2 separate regions of the Mus musculus genome follow, and region 2 is linked to region 1. A link is a contact called in public ChIA-PET data. All regions are on one chromosome and are shown on one strand. The core of a region is the stretch at or near the end of the contact, and the rest is flanking DNA. Distances in the headings are between cores, read along the strand shown.

The links. ChIA-PET counts read pairs in DNA pulled down with a chosen protein or histone mark.
Region 2: an SMC1A ChIA-PET map of the G1E-ER4 cell line shows a contact between it and region 1, with 9 read pairs. The contact joins two enhancer-like sites. A contact is called at or near these places in 1 of 15 datasets of contacts at CTCF or cohesin (the G1E-ER4 cell line) and 1 of 484 Hi-C or Micro-C datasets (the G1E-ER4 cell line).

What each region holds. Positions count from the first base shown.
Region 1 is chr12:48,085,161-48,089,544 of GRCm38.p6, forward strand. No RefSeq gene overlaps it. Among named protein-coding and RNA genes, the nearest start is that of Gm26454, 920 kb to the right of the region's middle. Within about 2 kb of position 2,066, at least 3 of the 459 cell types and tissues checked have an H3K27ac peak or open chromatin away from gene starts, as enhancers often do. A contact at or near this core is called in the G1E-ER4 cell line, where this site is marked.
Region 2 is chr12:48,602,557-48,606,940 of GRCm38.p6, forward strand. No RefSeq gene overlaps it. Among named protein-coding and RNA genes, the nearest start is that of Gm26454, 410 kb to the right of the region's middle. Within about 2 kb of position 2,160, at least 4 of the 459 cell types and tissues checked have an H3K27ac peak or open chromatin away from gene starts, as enhancers often do. A contact at or near this core is called in the G1E-ER4 cell line, where this site is marked.

The DNA.
Region 1 (4,384 bases), core at 816-3,315:
AAAATAAGTAAGCCAGTAAAGTAATAGCAATTAGTAAATGTACAAACAGAAATTGAAAATTACCATAACTGAATTGCAAACTTCACTGGTGTAAACAATGTGAGACTTGAACAAGCTGAAGAAAGACTCAGTAGACTGAGTATCACTTATTTGAAATTAATGAGTCTGAGGAGAATAACAAAAACCAAGAATAAAAAGCCTGAAGAAACACGAACAGACCATATAAAACTTGTGGGAATCCACTTAGTCAAGCAACAGTACATTATAGAAAGGATAGAGTGAAAACAAAAAACTGAAAAAATAAATTTTTGAAAAGAACCCATTAGTGTAATTTCCCAAATATAAAGGTAAATACCACGAGGTCCCTATAGGATAACCTAAAATAGTGTATCACTATATAAGACATCCTAAATGGGCAATAGAAAAATAAATGCTGCCCAAATTTGAATGCATAAAGTGGAAGGGTATAAGGACTGAGCTTCTTAGCTAACCTCTTTGTACACAAGAATACAGAGATAGGTTTATATAAACCTCTTACTTGGCTTAGTCACATGATGCTTGCTTTAGTGAAATGCCACTCACATTATATATAGACTCCTATATGGAGATCCAGAAAGGCCTTTGAAGTGTCCAGAGAATCACTGGAAGTAATCATTAATCTTTTTTATTGCTCATAGGGAGATGCATTGGTTCTACTGAATGGCTTTAATTGGTATTTGGGAAATATTATTTATATTAACTTCATTGAATAACTAGTGAAATGAAAAGTCCCAGACTTGTTTTATAGATGGTATTTCTTTATTATAGCTTCAGATTAAATAAAAAATGAGGGAGGGTATTATCACAACCCAAGGATCTACTTGAGACAGTTCCTGCTTTCATCTTCAGAAACTCCATATATAAAAGGAAATAAGATTATATCTCTAAGATACTAGTAAGTATAATAGAAAGTACAGAAATATTTGGAAGATCCTCTACCAGTAGTTTCCAGACATAAAGCAACTTAAATAAATTAGAGTGCAATATGCTATCACCGTATGGGCTCTGGAAATAAGGTAAGAGATTATAATTGCTGGTTTTGAATAATGAAAGAAAAGATGCACTGAAGTCCATTCCCCTGCTCTGAATAATAGAGCTTGTCTAGTGGAAGGAGAAGGAAATAAGTCCAGGTCTGAAATTTGAAATGTAGTAGCAATCCTATCAAGCTGAACATAGATGTCACCAAGAGTTCCGCAACACACAACTAAAGGTAAAGCTCCAAATATAAACTAGAGAAACTTTAATAGATAACAAAGACATTACATTTACTCTACTGACAGAAACCTCAAGAGAAGCACGGTAATTGAGACTGCATTCCCTGTATAATAAGGTGTGAAAGGCAGTAGAGGAGTTGGTCTCATGGCTCAGAAAAAAACTACATCATGATGACAAAGCACCCAATTCGAACAAACGTTATACCAACTTAACCTTAGGCTTGGGGATAATACTATCAGATTTCACCTAGAATTTGTTTTGAGCTTATAAAACATAATGAGGATAGTATAATACCTTTGATACTCAGGTTTCCTATAGGGAGATCTGGAATGGCTTTGTGATGACTAGTTTTATATAAATTTGGCACAAGCTAGAATAATTTTGAAAGAAGTAGGCTCAATTGACAGAGGGCCCTCACCACACTGACCTGTGGGCAAGCCTACTCTGGATTTTATTAATTAATGGCTGATGTGGAAGAGCCAGCTCACTGTGGGGAATGCCAACACAGAGCTTAAAGTGCTTGATGCTATAAGAAAGCAGATTGAGCAAGCCAACAGGAGCAAGCCAGTAAGCAAGTTTTCAGAACCTGCCTTCAGTTTTCTACTTTGACTTCCTGTCCTGACTTCTCTGGATGATGATATACAAACCGCAAGATTAAATAAACCCTCACCTCCCAAGGTTGGTTTTGTCAGCGATGTTTTTATCACAACAATGCAAACCCTAACTAAGTGCCAGAGGAAGACATGTGCTTTGTATGATTAAACTTCTCTTGATAGAGTATCGCCCACATGCAACTGTAGCATTCGTGTTCATGAATGCACACAGGGATGGGTGGTTGATATGAGTGTGTTTCCTTGCACAGCCTGGAGATTATCATAGTCTTAGATACTGTGCTATCAGGATGTTACATGTTTTGGAAGCATTCATAGCACGAAGGCTAATTTGGGAGCTCAGAGTTGGCCCATCTACTGTAATTCTGAAAAAAAGTAGGAAAGTCTGCCACAATAGATGACTATACAGGCCATTGAGATTAGGAATCTTTACCTTCCCTAGTCACAGATGAATGTGGTAAACACTATTGTTCCTCACATTTCTTCAGCTTCTTTGTGAGTGACACACCAACTAGATTTTGTTCGATGCTGTTTGATCCCCTGTCTTCTATTAAGAGAATGGCAGCACACTAAAAGCACAGATGAACTTAGTCACTATTCTGAAATGAAATAAGGCAAATGACTATACGCTCAGAGCAGCTAAGCAGCCTACTTAGGATTTCTATGATGTGTGTGGTCATATGTTCTGGATCAGGAATCTAGTAGGGAGCAAAAAGACACCTACCATCTCAGGTGGGTGCCTGGATGGTGGGGTCTCAGATCCACTCAACTTTACAAAGTTTCCTGGCATAGCCCACTGTCCCACATCTGTTGGCAAGCACAACAGAGTATAATTAATAGTGTCAGGGATTGGTGATTACCATGAGTCTCAAGATGGGTCAGTCATTGGTTGATCATTCCTTTAGTCTTTTCTCCATATTCCTGCACTTCTTGTAGGCAGGAGAATTTTGGGGTGGGAGGGGTTGTGGGTAGGGTGGTGTCCTCATACTCCATTGGGAGTTCTGCCTGGCTTCAGGAGATGGCCACTTCAAGCTCTATTTCCCCCATTTCTAGAAGTCTTAGATAGAGTCACCCTCATAGATTCCCACAACCTCCCATATCGCAGGTTTCTGTCATATCCTAAAGATCCCCCTGCTACCCCATGTCACCCACTCCTACCCTCTGATTTCTTTTCACTCTCCAGGCCTTCTCATCCTAGCTCTCCCTGTGCTGATCTCTCCCACACCTGACTGTTTCATCTCACTATCCTCTCTCCACCCAGTTCCAAAAGGATTCACCCTAACTCTTTCTGCTGTGAATCAATCTGATCCTGGCCTTTTTCTTGGTTAAAAGGCCTTTTATTACTAGTTTAAACTCCTCAACTATTATGTCTATTTAGGATATTGACATCTTCATTTAATTTATTTTTCATTTTTTTAATTAGGTAATTACTTCATTTACATTTCCAATACTATCCCAAAAGTCCCCCATACCCTCCTCCCCAAACTCCCCTACACACCCACTCCCACTTCATGGCTCTGGATTTCCACTGAAGTGTGAGGCACATAAAGTTTGAAAGACCAATGGGCCTCTCTTTCCACTGATGGCCTACTAGGCCATCTTCTGATACATATGCAGCTAGGGACATGAGCTCCGGAGATACTGATTAGTTCATATTTTTGTTCCACCTATAGGGTTGCAGATCCCTTAAGCTCCTTGGGTACTTTCTCTAGCTCCTTCATTGGGGGCTCTGTGATCCAGCCAATAACTGACTGTTAGCATTCACTTCTGTGTTTGCTACACCTGGCATAGCCTCACAAGAGACGGCTATATCAGAGTCATTTCAGCAAAATCTTGCTAGTGTGTGCAATGGTGTCAGCATTTGGAGGCTGATTATGGGATAGATCCCCGGGTATGGATGTCTCTAGATGGTCCATTCTTTCATCTCAGCTCCAAACTTTGTGTCTGTAACTCCTTCAATGGGTGTTTTGTTTCCAATTCTAAGAAGGGGCAAAGTGTCTACACTTCGGTCTTCATTCTTCTTGAGTTTCTTGTGTTTTGCAAATTGGATCTTATATCTTGGGTATTCTAAGTTTCTGGGGTAATATCCACTTATCAGTAAGTACATATTGTTTGAGTTCTTTTGTGATTGGGTTACCTCACTCAGGATTATGCCCTCCAGGTCCATCCATTTGCCTAGATATCTCATAAATTCATTCTTTTTAATAGCTGAGTAGCACTCCATTGTGTAAATGTACCACATTTTCTGTAACCATTTCTTTGTTGAGGGGCATCTGGTTTCTTTCCAGCTTCTGACTATTATAAATAAGAATGCTATGAACATAGTGGAGCATGAGTCCTTCTTACCAGTTGGAACATCTTCTAGATATATGCCCAGCAGAGTTATTGTGGGATCCTTCAGTAGTACTATGTCCAATTTTCTGAGGAACCACCAAACTGATTTCCAGAGTGGTTGTACAAGCTTGCATTCCCACCAACAATGGAGGAATGTTCCTCTTTCTCCACACCCTTGCCAGCAT
Region 2 (4,384 bases), core at 910-3,409, 520 kb after region 1:
TTCAAACGATATTAATGACATATATAAAATAACTCATGTACTTCAGGTCCTGAAATTATATTAATGGCAGTAAAATAGCCAAGCACATACTACTAAAAAGTAGAGTTTTGAAAGATATTAAAAAAAGAATGCACCACTTTGACACCTTAAAAAAAAAACGAGAAAATAAAAATTGTTCCAAAAGATGCCAAATATCATAGTTATACTTGAAATCACTTATGAAATTAAAAATAGAAGCAAGACTGACTTGAAGTAGTTGTAATCAGAAAACTAAAACAATTTTTTTTATATATATTGAAGTGTGGAAGCAGTCCTTTTGAAGTGAAACTAAAAAAAGATACTCATTCATACAATATATAAATATTGTATTGGAAATGTCATCCAGAGAATTTTACAAAGGCAATAGAGAGTAGGGAGTAGGGAAAAATGAGGGAAAAATTGATAACTGATAAAATTGATTAAATTAACCATTTGTCATTATGTACAAATAACATTTTTGGGTCAAAATTTCTCAGTATATATTGAAAAGAAGTAATTTTAATTTAAGTATATAGGAGAAAATTGTTCAAGATACAAAATCAATGAAGAAAATCAGCTATTCGTATATAATGCATATGTCAAAATTAACATAAAATAGGTTAGATGATAGAACTTTAGAATTGCCTTTGAAATATGCATAGCAAATTTTATAGAAGTTGTTGAGAATGCATTAAAATACAGAAAATAAAGTTACAATATACAATATATAATGTTTTCTTGCTATGTAAAATTTATAATTATACAATTATTGATTTTCCTTAAGTTTTCTAGTGAGTTAGTATATTCTAAATCAAACCAAAACAGGCTTATATATGTGACTTCTGCAATCTGAATATTCCTGAATAAAAACAAAATCTTATTAAAAACAAAATAAATAGATTGAAGAACTCAAAAAAAAATAGAAGTCTATTATAACTAGCCACTTTATTTTTGTAAAGAGAAATAGAGAAACGTGCAGATCCATAAAACATTTAGGACCTTAAGAATGCTGTAACAGAGTACTATAAGATGAAATCTATTACTTTGAGAGTCTTGGGGATAGAGGTATGATATCATGGCTTGGTGACTTTCTGTTCCCTCTGAAAGTAAGACAGATGGTGGTCTGAGTTCTGTGGCTAGGGATTAGGCTCAAAGGCTGTTTGAGATTAAAGAAGATTCATGCCTGAAAAAATGAGAAATTATTATTTTATATTTACAGATAACACATATAGTTGTATATGTTTTAATTACACTGTCTGGGATGTATATATTACCCTTATGAGATAAGGCTGCCCTCATGACTATCTAATCAAAACACAAGCCCCACATATAAGAAACTATCTTTAGAGTGATTAATCAAGGAATTCCAAGAAAATTCTGAAGTAGACTATTGCCAGTGCACTTGGTTGTCTCCAAGAAGTTGAAATAAGTAACTATTGCTGAAGATATAATATACTTTAGACATGTGATGAGAAGATTAGACCTGAAACTGGTACAAAAGGCTCATCCCTAAAAAATAGCTTTATAAAACCCAAATGAGACATAAAAGCTGATAGTAGAAGAAAGCAATCAATATCCTTACCCAACTATGAACCATACCTATGGACCACAATAAAGACTATTATGTTAAGACAATGTTAAACATACAATAGTAACATGTCTATCTTGGCAGTACCCCACAGCTCCCTAATATAGACAGATTTTTCTTCATTAAAAAATTGGGAAATTCCACTTTAGATCCTTTTTAAAACCGAGGATATGTATGTAGGGGACAGCACCATGACTTGAAAAAATCAATTTGATGATTTAAGACAGCAGGTACAATTTGATGACTCTGTTTTTGTAGCTTTAAGAGATTGGAATAAAGCAGAGAAAGAAGGACAAAAGTCTACGTTATTCACGGACTTCTTACACATATGATCATCTTGTATAAACCACGCACTAGCAGATCAAGACACAAAACAGGTGTTCATTGAAACTTGGCTTGAATGTTTCTACAATGGGTGAGAAGCCCTGCTCACTGGCATAGAGCCAGGAATGAAATACAAGTACCTAAGTATCTAGTTTATTTCTGGATTCATGAAGATCTAATTGTACCCTGATAAACAGAGAGGAAAAATAAAGTTAGCTGAAAGACATTGGATTGTTGGGGGGAAAACTGCTGAATTAGATCAACTTTTGTATTTTAAAGATGTTTTAATATCAGAAAGGAAGTCAGGGGGTATGGAAGTGGTTTGTCTACACAGGTGGTGGATTCTATCAGAATTGATAAAGATTTGATCTGAGTAAGAAAAGCGTTTTAATAAAAGGCATGACTCCAGGAAAGAAGAGACACAGAAAGACAATAAGGGAGATGACACAGAAAGCTAAACCCCCTTCCCTTGCATGGAGCAGCTCAACAAACTGGCTAAAAAGAAACAGATGGTTCTTGAGGCTGGCAGATAAGAAAACGGACCTTTGCTGAGGGACAGATGATAACTACTGCAGTTCTGAAGGATCAACTCATCAGTGGATCTTCATAAGGCCATTCAGACTGTAAAATTTAAAAACATCCAGGTTGTTAACATCATGAAATTGATAATTGTTCCTATTTTAATACTTAAAATGTGCATGGTTTTTATCTTAAACAGAAAGAGGGGAAGAAGAGGTAGAGGAATTTTAATCTAGCAACATGGCAGTTCTGGGAAAGGATCAAATATAAAGACCTCTGTCTGTGTAATGCAGCTGGAATTCAGACACACACACATCTTTAATTCCTCTGGTTGGAATACAAACAAGTCCCTAGTACACAACTTTAAAGTAAAATTAATTTTTAGAAGGAAGCAACCATGTTTGAAAATGACATCTATATTTAGTCAGACAAAATGATGAATCAGAGAAATGCTTGACAGAATGAGTCAGGGAGAAGATATGTCCAACTCTTAGGAGAACAACACAGGAAAGCAAAGCTCTTTGGGAGTAGTTAGGGGAAAGAGAGGCAGTGATCTGGGAGTCAGTGCAGTGAGTGTAATGTAGTGAGGTTGAGGAGGTTGAATTCAGAGATAAAGAATGAACCACAAAATTAGAAGAGATTCTCAGATTTAGTTTTAGACTAAGCAAAGCAATTAAGGTTAAGTCAGATTGAATCATTCAGCTTTGAGAGGAGTTTGAGCAAGAACAGCTGAGGTGAACCAGCTCTCCATTGTTCATAAAGAGCTAGAAAGGGTAAGTTTATTCAGAAGTAAATATGCTGAGATGACAATTATGTCTAGCAAGTGAAAACTATATTACCCATCCTTAAAGAAGTGTAAGGATAACATTACAAATGCAACAACTGGTAAAAGTGGAGAGATAAACTGACAATGCGGTGAAAAGTACTAATTGGTACATTAACAAGAACTCCTGCATCTAAAGATCAAGAAATATTTTGCAAAAGAAGATGGAAAAATGCAGAGGATGCAGATGTCTACTGTGAGATTATAACTTCTAAGTATAAGAAGGAAGCTATACCATGAAATCCCAATCACATGGGTGACTAAATAAAACCTAAACAATTCAAAAAACAGCTGATATCCCAATATAAATGAGAGAAACTTCTTGCCCCACTCCCCAGATGAATTGTTAATTGAACTAAATCAATTAACAAGTGTTGAGAAAGGAAGAATGCGAGTTTCTCCCAAATAAGCCTCTTGATTTGCTATCTACTACCAAGTAGTCAGTCCTAGAAACATATATGTTCTGGTGCTATGCCTGTTAAGAGTTCACAAAACCCAAAAGACCACCAAGGAGCTGATTCCAATGCAATCACCCTAGTGTCTTCTTTATTCAAGCTTGACAGACCTTGTGCTCAGGCAAGAAGGGACTGAGAGACCAATTTTTGGGCATTCAGACTCCATTTTAGGGAACCTGACCTAAGTTTAGACTCAACTATACTAACAGGCCAATATCTAGCTCCAGATTATGCAAAGGCCATGCTAGCATCCCAATTAGGTGCTTGCCAATTAGAAAGACTCACCTCTTGCTTGTCATATCCTATAAAACCTTGTTCAAATGAGTGGCGTTTTCCTCCACTACAACTGTCCTGTGTGTTGGTGGTGAGTTAAGTCCAAGCTGGAGTGAGAATATGGAGCAATGAGCTGGTTCCATATGTCACAGATTTGTGAACTGAGCATCTGTGAGGTGCTACTGTCTATCCGATCTTTGTTCATAAGTTCTGAGTGGCGCCATATCTGTAATTCTGTTCTGGAAGAAAAAGACCTGGAATCTGTATCGATGGCCAGAAGCAGTTAAGACAGACATGTCACAAGGCTATAGCCATGTGCACCAGAGGATGTTATGAGCCCCAGTCTGGGATGGGGGTGGACTTGGAGACCTAAGGGCATCCTAA